Linked DNA regions of Zea mays: region 1 is linked to region 2. A link is a contact called in public Hi-C data. All regions are on one chromosome and are shown on one strand. Each heading gives the region's core, a stretch centred on a gene start, on an enhancer-like site or on the middle of the called end of the contact. The rest is flanking DNA. Distances are from core to core; before and after follow the strand shown.

Region 1 (5,445 bases), core at 1,908-4,407, 210 kb after region 2:
AGGGGGAGCAGGCAAGGATTAGTGGGAGGAGGCGAGGATTAGTGGAAGATAAGCATGTATTAGCCATGTATAAGTGAAATTAGCTTGTAGAGCTCACGGTATGACACCGCAGGCGTATGTATACGTATGAGCATGAGAAAAGTTATTAAGAAAAATATTTGTAGGGACTTTAAAAAAGATTCTGAAGGTATTTCTGAGGAGGAAAATATTTGGAGAAATATCGGTGGAATATTTAGGCAGTATTTCTAGAAAGAATTTAAGGGGGTCACTAGGAAAATATTTGTAGGATATTATGAGGAATATTTGGAGAGGATATAGACCACTATATTTTATTTGTTGAGAGCAACTCACAAACAAACATTTTGAAATGAAATTTAAAATTCATTTTGAATATAGGACGAGTTCAAGAAATTTTCTGGATTTGAATTTTTGGGGTGCTACAGCATGCCCTTACAGCGCCCCCAAGAACCCCATGCATGTGACACACCTACCCCAGGCCCCATGGCCGGCCACCTCCAAGCTCCTTTTCCCTTGTTGTTCTTCCTCCATGAGTCCAAGGAAGAAGAAAGGCAAGATAGAAGAAGGCAGCCACAAGAGATCTAATAGATGTGATCTTTTGCATCCATAACTTTTTGACCCTTGTGTGGCTTCCCTTCGGCCAATAAGATCATTCCATGTAGCCCTATTTTTATTCATGTCGAGGCTCCTTTGTTTTCCAAAAAAATTCTAGTGTATTGAGTGTACGTTTGCAATCGCATAGATAACGATCAGTTCGTAGAGCACGAGGGAGCTACCTATGAAGAACCTGAGCAACTGCCCTCTGGCCTATTATATCCTACTTTCATTGGATAACTTACTTTCCCGCACAACATGAACAAACTAAAGATGACTAGTTTTCTATTTTCCTTGTGTTTGTTTATCCATGGGTTTGGGTTGTGATGTTAGCTTAAATTCTAGCGCTTGAACTTAATTAATGAATATGATGATATACATTTTGTGATACGATGTTCCATGTTTCGGATATGGGTTTCTAGTAACCTAGAGGCTTTGGCGGTATCCTAAGTACTTCACCGAATGGAGGCTTGGGCGGTATCCCATGTTCTTCACCGTAAGGAGGCTTAGGCGGTATCTCGAGTGTTTCTCCGTAAGGACCGGTTCGTTGAGTGACCACTCAAGAAAACAGTACAGCCATGTGGGTGGTAATGGTCGCCCTAAGCTGATTAATTAGATGAACTAAAGGTGTAGTTTGCTTCATCATCGTGTCGTCAATGGGGTCTAGAGCCCACTCCTCGCTCTGCCAATGCTGGGTGCTAAGGTTTATTCGTTTGGTTTTTGTTAGTCACCCCCTTGGAGAGGAGTCATGTGCTTACAAATTAGAGAAACCTAATGGGCGACTATACCTTTGGGGAATCCTTCTAAAGGATTTATAGTGAGACCCTGCCAAGTCACCTTGAAAGTGATCAATTGGGAGTCATGATCCTTGGACAAAGGAATTACGACTCATGGGTAAATTGTGCAACCTCTACAGAGGGTTTATCAAAATTGGTATATCAACCATGCTCATGGCTAAGAACGACCTTGGAAGCCTCATTGATTAAAGATATTATTGTTATAAACTAGTTATGATATTGGTAACGATGTTCCTCGTTGAGGATATGATTGATGGGTTGATAAACCCAGGATAATGTTAAAGTTTGGCTTGTACCAATAATAAACACTTGATGAATTAAAAACAACCGCTAAGAGCCTAACCCCACAAAAAACTAATCCACTTCACCCAAAATGAGCACTTGCTAAGTATGGTGTGTACTCACTCTTGCTTTCACACAAACACTAGGTTGCCATATTGCAACCCATGCTCATTTGAAGAAAAAGATGCTGCTGAAGCCGATCTTCAAGAGTTCAAAGACTTCGACAAGTATGAAGATTGGGCTTGTAATCTCCTCCAGACAGATGATTGTGGAGGGCTATGTTCTCTATCGACTTCCCATACTTTCGTTTCTGCGTAAGTGTCGTTACATAATGTTATGTATAAGACTATTTTGTAATAGTGTTAAATACTCTGTTTTATTCGAGCATTGTGCAATGGTATATTATTTGTGTAATCGTTGTGCGCGTTATTTGGATCCTGACACGTGTATGGTTCGCATTTGATTTGACTTCTGAAATAGGATGAGACTTTGCCCATGTTGATATAGCAAAAGAAAATATAGGACTGTGTCTCGGGAGGCCATAACCAGGCAATCGAAAAAGGAAACTACAGAAAAACAAAACAAACAAATAACCTGCGCGCGGCGCAAAACTCAGCTTGCAACCTAATTGGCAAAGCAGAAGACCAAGCGCTCAAGATGTCGTCGTTGTTTGTTTAAATAACATGACCGCCACCAGGCCACCACCAAGAGGCCACACATGCTCCTCGCAAAACCAACCCCCACACAAACACACCGCCAAGAACATAGAGTCCTGGACAACATCAGCTCTTTAAGAGAGAGAGAAGAACAATCCATGCATGCATCGTCCCCCACATGAACCCACTAGCTGCCACCGAAAACGTCTAGGTAGCTAGGGCTAACGACAATCCTACTTGTGACAAAAGAAAAAGAAGTACTACCTCCATTCACAAATATATAACATCGTTGATTTTTTTAAAAAAAATTTGATCACTCGTCTTATTCAAAATATTTATTTAAAAATATAAAATTTTAAATAAAATATAAACTTCCTTAAGTGATAAAATAAATAAAAAATAATAATTTATTATTATTTGAATAAGATGAGTGGTCAAAGTTTTTTTAAAAAATCAATGGTGTCATACATTACATTTATGAACGGAGGGAGCATAAGGCTACTGATGGGATAGATCTCTTGTTCGAAAGTACTCGCGAGTATTGTTCCATGAAAGAGAACGTACGGTAGAATGTGGAAGATGATAATGGAGCGGGGTTGTGGTTGTGGGCCATCACATGCGTGGCTTTGGAAGGATCCATCTCCATCCTCGCGGAAATTAAAGGGAGGCCCTCCGGCGCCACGCCTGTGGGCCCACAAAAGGCGGCCGCGTTGTTTGCCTTTTCCCCACGCGGCCACACACACCCGGCCCTACTACCTCTTCGCTCGGAGCCCTACTGGAGTGGGCCACCCTACCTCTTCCCCCTTCTTCTCTCTCTCATTCATTCATGCCGTACCGTACGCATGTTCTCTCTCTCATTTGTTCGTATCCTGGAGGGATGGAGAGAGAGAGAGAGCAAATGGATGGGTGCCGTGACCGTGAGTTGCAGGCGCTTGAAACAAATGAGGCCTCAGATGTTGCTGTGGCCCAGGAGACCACGGTGGGCTCAGCACCAGACGGCCGGGCGGAAGCGCCATGCTTGTCTGTCGAGGCAGTGAGCACCGCCGCAGCACAAAAGCCGCGGGACACGGCCGGGTGCAGTGCAGCCCGTCCCACTCCCTCCCAACCGTGCATCGGCAAGCATCGCTCCCAATGCCAGTGCCAGCAGCTACCATGGCTCACCTCCAGCAGCCTGCTTACTTGCTGTCCCTAGTCTCTACTCTCTACTCCCCCTGCCATGGCCCATGGCACGGCACAGATTGCTAGCGCAACTGCATTGGAGTGATGGAAGGAGACATGCCGTCATCTCTATTTCTAAAGCAAACTGTGCTTCAGTTCCACACTTTCTCTAGCACCAGTACAGCATTTCTTTGGAGAACAGACAACACACACCCATGGAGGTACTGCTGTATATCTCATTACCAAACAACACCTTCGGTGAAACTAGTACTACAATACACAGGGTTGCACAGGGTTTCTTCCAAACAAGTCCTCTAGTTTACAAGTTACACAGGGTTGTATTGTACAGTTGCCTGCTTCGAGTACACAGCGGCAGTTTTTGGCCTATATCATGCATGCATGCATGCGTCCATCAACCTGCCGCTACCCAGGGGACAAATGACAAATCACTTCGATCATGCCGCCTCAAGTTTCAGTCTGGCAGCTGGAAGCAGCAGTTACAGTTTATGATGCCCAAGGGCATGCACGAATGCCACAATTCAGGCTTGCAGTAGACTCCAAATGGGAGAGAACTGGCCATCCGTCTGTCTATGCTGCGACCGCAAATGAACCGCGAACTAGCTGGCGGAGCAGCAAACCATGACAACCCTGTGTAAGAAAAAAAATAAAAGAACCATCTCCAATCAGTCAAGAGGCTCAGAGGGGTGGCTAACAAACATGTGATGCAGACACGCACGCTGCAGCTTGTCTAAAGCAGCACTACTGCAATGTAGGACGTACATAGATTATTTTCTCATGACATTTCCCGAAACTAAAAAAATGGAAATGGGTATGGTTTGCCATCCATTCTATGCCTAATATTAAAAGGCAAATTTTGTTTTCTCCAAATTTACTCGCCCGGTGCCCTGTCCACACGTTCATCCACTCTTCGGAGCATAGAAGTCCTATGCCAGTTGTAGGGATTGTTTGGGACAGCTTCTCTGCATTCGTAATAGTTATAAAAGTAGTTTTGGGTTTGTCATGAAGCATGCTATGATGCATGGTCAGTCAATATGGAATTTGTCCCTCTCTTCTTGAGAGCATATCTCTGGGCCCCTCGAGTGATTGGATCAAGAAATACATGAACGTGCTAGAGTTTAAGAGCTAACCTATGAAAAGACTCCAAATCACAGTATCTAGAAAGAGAGGTTAGCTTATTAGAGCCAGACTAAATATCGTGAGATAAAGGGAACAACATGTACATAATGTTGTGATGATTTGTATGATCTTCACGTGTGCATAGGAGATGACATGTCTTGGTAGAGGCCATTGTCAATTATTGGGCTAAATAAGAGTACTCGGACTAAATAAGTGTACGTGAACCTATAAGGTCACAAACTTAAGGGGATGGAAGCTTAATTCGATAAGATCCGAATTAGACTGGGTTTAAGGTTGTTGATGGGCCTCCGAGTTAAAAGCCCATCAGAATACCTATATAATGAGGGGTGGAGACGCGATTAGGGCTAACCTAATTTGCCCACCAGAATACCAACAGTCATGCCCCTCTCGTCCTCACCACGCCGCAGTCGCAAACCTAGTAATCCGGTGCGTAGCGCTTCCTCCTTGCACGTGTGGATACCTCGAAAGGGCTGCTTCTGGAGCACTAGGACGAACCACACGACAATGCTCGATGAGTTCGTCTACATCAAAATGGCTTCCGTTGCCTTGCACATCTAGTGCTAATCCCGTGACCTATAACATCAGTAGATATTGGTTTTATGGTGTCAAAAATTTTGTTTTGCGGTAGTGTAGTCTCCCCATAATCCTACACTCCTTTTCTGTGCACCTTCCAGCCAGCCAGCCACGCCTTGGCTACACCTCTCCCTGACTGCTCACACCTCCCTGCACCCCGTCCCGACCAGTTGCACCCTCCACGCATCCCTTCAAGGTCGGTTGCGCTG
Region 2 (5,505 bases), core at 2,877-5,376:
TCGATAGTCTTTATTCGTCTTGTACCTACTTGCACCACACTTTGGACAGCTCTCCAAGTCTTTATAATCATCACCTCGATAAAGGATACAGTGATTTCTACACGCGTGGATCTTCTCCACGCCCATAGTGAGTGGACTGATTAGTTTCTTTGCATAGTACGTGTTAGCAGGCACTTTGTTCTCCTTTGGAAGCATGTCTGCGACAATACTCAAGAACGCATCGAAGCCAGCATCAGACAGACCATATCTAGATTTTAACATCAACAACTTTAACACAGACCGGAGCATCGTGAACTCTTTGGTACAGCCCTTAGACTCGTCGTACAAAGGCTCTTCTGCTGCCTTCTTCAGGGACTCCATACCTTTCATGAAGAACATCGATGGATCTGTATGACGACGCAACATTGCCTCTAACAACTCTGCATCTTCCTCGTCCATAACATTTGGCAGAACATGGGTTCTTTCACGTTCATTTCCTCTGGCGTAACCATGATCAGTAACATTTGGCACTACATGTTCGCTCTGTGGAAGAGGTTGTTGTGTCTCGTGAACGAACTGAAAGCTGTCGTCGATGTTCGCAGGGTTTCCAGCTGTATAAGGCGAAGAGCTACCCTCTCCATGCTTTGTCCAAATTATGTAATCCTTCACAAATCCTCGGCATACCAGATGAGATATGATTTGTTCTGTGTCATCAAATACAACAGCATTTTTGCAGTCCATGCATGAATAATATATGTGCTTTGTCTTTGTTCTCCAAGCATGGTTCGTAGCGACAACAATAAACTTATGGACCTCAGATATGTATGATGGATCTAGCCTTGATAAGTTATACATCCAGGATATCCTCTCCATCATCACCTGTAAAAAAGTAACATAAAACACACAAGGCACACAAATTGGCAAGAGAAACATATACCAATATTTCGTAACAACTAAATATATCATGGATAAAGAAAATTGGCAAAAGAAACATGAACAACCTTTCTTAGCGACCTTCTTCCAAAAAATAAAGATCAAAACCTCCCCTTGTATTTTGTGAAATCTGGCCTTCCAATAAAAGTTGGGCTGCGCGCGAGCTACACAGTTTTTGTCGGGAAGGATGAAGCATAGGCGGTTGGATCGATTAGGCAACCTAACTACTTTATCTCTAACACATGGTGAAACCCTAGATCCAAAATGTGGCTAAAATGGAGGAAAAATGAACAAAATTTGGCAAAAGAAACATAAGCCAAACTTTCCTATCAACTAATAAACAAAAAATTTTAATACCCAAACCTATCTCTAACACATGGTGAAAGCCTAGTTTCAAAATGTAGTTAAAATTGAGCAAAAATGAACAATAATTGACAATTGAAACATAATTAAACCAACCTTCCATACAACACATTCACCATTCATTAAGCAACTAAATATGTGTTATGGATAAACTTATTTGAGAACTAAACATGAAAAAGGAGAGGGAATAGACAAAAACTAACCATCTTAAGCAACCTCATTTGAGGAAAAAGAGAAAATAACCTAGCTATACTCTTCTCTCTCACATGTAAAACCCTAGATCCAAAATGTGGCTAAAATTGAGCAAGAATGAACAAAAATTGACAAAGAAACATAAACCAACCTTTCTTATCCACCTTCTTCCAAGAAATGAAGACCAAAACCTCCCCCCTTATATTTTTGTGAAATCTGGACCTCCAAAATCGCCTCCAATGGAAGTTGGCTGCGAGCATACAGTTCACTGTCGGGGGGAAGAAGAGGGGTATTTATAACAGACAGTTCACTGGCGGTTGGCTTGAAAAACCGCCAGTGAAAATCTATTTCCACTGGCGGTTATCTTAACACAACTGCCATATTTCCACTGGCGGTTCTGTTACAGGTTGTGTTAAGATAACTGCCAGTGGAAATTGGTTTCCACTGGCGGTTCCCAAGCCGGGCCCGCCTCGTTTTTTTTTACTGGCGCGCGATAACTGAAACCGCCAGTGATAATTTATGAGTGCCGCAGGCTATGAGCTCTTTTCTACTAGTGTTTATTCCCCCGCTGATCGAAATGCTCATACATATAAATATATATAAAAATATATAGCTGATGGAGGAGCGCGAGATAAAGCTGATGAGGAAGGAGATGGTTCCCAAGGCCCAGCTTATGCCAGCATTTGACAAGCCATTCCACCCACAAAGGCACTGAATATATATATATATATATATATATATATATATATATATATATATATATATATATATATATATATATATATATATATATATATATATATATATATATATATATATATAATATTTTTTAAAACTATAAAGTTGAGTATGTACGCAAGAATTCTTACGTAGCACGCGAATGCATGTGTGCATGGCTGCTGTGCTAGGTGCTTGTTGGTAAATTTCCACGTACGGCGCTGCTTGTGCCCCTTTAACTTTCACTTTTTCTCCCTGTCTTTTATCTTCAATTCTCTTTTAGCTATAGTAGCTTTGTGATTATTACAAATTGTGAAGCTTAGCTAGGAAACAAAAAGGGGTTCATCATCGATCGTCACTCAGGACGTTGCTTTGCATGCGCCATGCACATGTACGTACGTCTGTTGGCAGAGATGAGCAATAAAGCTTGCATATAGTAGCGTGCCATGATATGAGCCTTGCTTGCTTGTGTTTTGCGCGCGCACACGTACATATGCACGTCGCTTTTGCGTGTGACAAATTTGTCGCGCGCACATGGATCTGGAACACAGACACAGTAGTAGTATACGTTGACGAATGAACCACGCAGGCATGCATCCATGCATGGCTTCCGAGTTCCGGCCCGATCGAAATGATGCATGCAAGGTCAACGACGACGACATGCATGCATGCCCGCGTAGGTTTCATTTGCATGCATGCTATGTGTGCCGCATGCAGCTTCAGCCAATGATTTCATTTTATATGTACCTACTAGTCCTAGCTAGAGAGAACGCGCGCATGCATTGATCCGCTTCACACCGGCCGGTTGTGCATGCATGCGGTGCGGATGCAGCAGTTTGTCCATCTTGCAGGGCTCAAGGCAGCAGGCACGGCACGGACAGGCTATAGAGAGCAGGACGAGAGTAAGGGACCCTTTGGTAGGGCTTATTTTTCAGCTTCGGCTCTGGCTCATGCAAAAGTTGTACCAAACACCTCTTTTTCAAATGGCTTCACCAGTGAAGTGCTTTTCCAAAATGAACTAGAGGACATGAGCCAAAAAAAGTGGCTCACCCGGCTTCAGCTCACGTCATTTTTGCACAATAGCCCTCCCACTAGCCTAAATTATTTTTTTTGGTCCTACCCTCAATCCCTAGCCACGTACAGGAGAGATCGACCAGTATAGGGTCTTTCTGAAAAACAACCTATAAGCCGTTTTGCCAAATGATTTTTCAGAACGGCTTTGGCTCATCTAAAGAAGTGGCTTCACCTCGTGAGTCAGAGCCAAAGTCATTTTTGGAGAAGCCAGAGCCCTGCCAAAGGGGCCCTAAATAATAGTAAGGGTTCTGACCAGAATGATGAATGCCTGCCATGCAGCTTCATACAATTTAATATAAATGTCTTTCTCTCTCTGTGTGTTCATGCATGCATGCACGCCTAGTCGCCCTAACGTGTCACATCCCTTTCACGGCGAAAGCTCGTTTATTCCAATTGTATGCAGCGGGTGAAACATGCTGACAGCGACTGTGAATGCGCAACAAAGCTCATCGTGCGTACATATGCATATACTAGCAGTTGATCGTGTTTTACTACGATTTTTATATATCATATAAAAGTAAATGTGGTCTGATAGTTAGCTCTAAATTTTTGTAGCAGGCGGTATGGTTCGAGTGCTCGCTTTGCACTATATTTTATATAATTGTGGATATTATGGCAACAGATAGCTCCAGCTTCAGAAAATTTGATAGAGTTGGTGGAGTAGGTCATTAGATGCTCCAGAAAATCGTGGAGCTGAAGCTTAAGTCTTTAGAAACATTTAGATAAATTATTTTTTACTATTTAGATTAAAATATTTTTAAAAATAATTAAATTAATATTATATACTACAGCACCACACTGAAATTTGAACTAGAGTCATCCTAAACACCCACTTAATACCAAGTTCCTAGTACACAAGAGAAACCATGGACCAGCCATGGGCCTGCTCGGCCCACGAACCAGCCCAATACGAAGCGTACCGTCTGTACGTATGCCGCATCATACAAGTGAAAAAAAAAGATTCTTTCTAGCTGTTCAAACTATTTGTACGGGGGTCTGATTTTCGCTCCTTCCTAAACAATAAAGCAGACATCTAACTCCTTAAACCCTATATTATATTCAGGTTACTTCCCTACTATGGCTGGCAGTGGTTTTTGTACTCTTTTTAGATTTTCTTTTTCTTTGTTAAATGCTTCATAAGATTTTAAAATCTCAAAAAATGTATCTAAGATTTTTTTACATAAAAACCTACAAATAGACCGTAAAAATTCCAACTAAACTATATAAATCTCGTGAAAAATATCTTTCGCTAATATGAAAAAATATTTAACTATGTCATGTGTAGTTAGGAACCTCCATTCTTGGCAACATCTGTATGTCTAGTGTAGTCAGATGCTATGTCATGTGACCACTCTGTGTCCACATGCGGCATGCACTATATGCCCAAACCCCCTAGCCCACACACGCATGTGAAACAATGAGAGTCGTCTTTGATACCATTTGTAAAACTCCGGCCACTCATGGACCGGTAGTACTTACTCCTAACAGCCCTCTAGGATCATATATCATCCCCACAGACCAATACAATTATTTTGTGCACACTTTGTCCTTACTCATGCGCACCCGAGAAGACTTCCCGGTCGGTCAATCATCCCAAGATTGCTTTGGGGCAAGCACGCTTAACCTAGAAGTTCTTTTGAGACTGGCTTCGGAAAAAGAAGATGCACCTTGCTGGTATGAGTATTATATCAATCCTATTAAGCCTTGGACCAGGATATCACAACTGAGCTATATGGCTTAGCCTTCATGACTTACACCACTATGGTTGCACTTTTTGGTGTTCTATGCTCGATTCTTCTATTATCTTTGACCATCCTGGTGGGCCTCTAGCAGCCCTTGGCCTGTCGACCTATCCTAAAGGCACCCTGAAGAATGGAGGACTTATGTGAAGGCCCTCCTGTAAGAGCCTTGATGAAGGTCTACTAGGTTTTTGTTGTGGCATCCACAATGAAGGGCTTCACCTAAACTTCTACATTAGTGTCCCAATCGATCCTTTTCCACACTTGGACCTTATGCTAAGTACTAGCGTTCATGAAGTCCGTGAGAACATTTTGTTTCTTTTGATAAGTGAACCTTCAGGCACAATGTTTCTCTCCCCCCATAGAGAAGTTGGATTGTTGCTTTGACGACTATATATGAGGGAAGGGGGGGTAAAACCAGAGATTCCCTCATCACCACAGTAAAGCCCCAACTCTCTTCACTCTATATCTCTAGCACTCTAAGCGAAGTGGCGTACATCTGTGGTTG

What was found. Hi-C and Micro-C count contacts between places; a contact is called where the count stands out from the background.
Region 1: a Hi-C map of ear shows a contact between it and region 2, with 4 times the contacts expected there. The contact joins two enhancer-like sites. A contact is called at or near these places in 5 of 25 Hi-C or Micro-C datasets (ear, endosperm, leaf and 1 more).

What each region holds. Positions count from the first base shown.
Region 1 is chr7:89,195,729-89,201,173 of Zm-B73-REFERENCE-NAM-5.0, forward strand. It overlaps a transcript of LOC542662 not described here. Among protein-coding and RNA genes, the nearest start is that of LOC542662, 44 kb to the right of the region's middle. Within about 2 kb of position 3,158, at least 20 of the 20 cell types and tissues checked have an H3K27ac peak or open chromatin away from gene starts, as enhancers often do. A contact at or near this core is called in ear and leaf, where this site is marked.
Region 2 is chr7:88,984,100-88,989,604 of Zm-B73-REFERENCE-NAM-5.0, forward strand. It overlaps the pseudogene LOC118473023. Among protein-coding and RNA genes, the nearest start is that of LOC100284580, 10 kb to the left of the region's middle. Within about 2 kb of position 4,127, at least 10 of the 20 cell types and tissues checked have an H3K27ac peak or open chromatin away from gene starts, as enhancers often do. A contact at or near this core is called in ear and leaf, where this site is marked.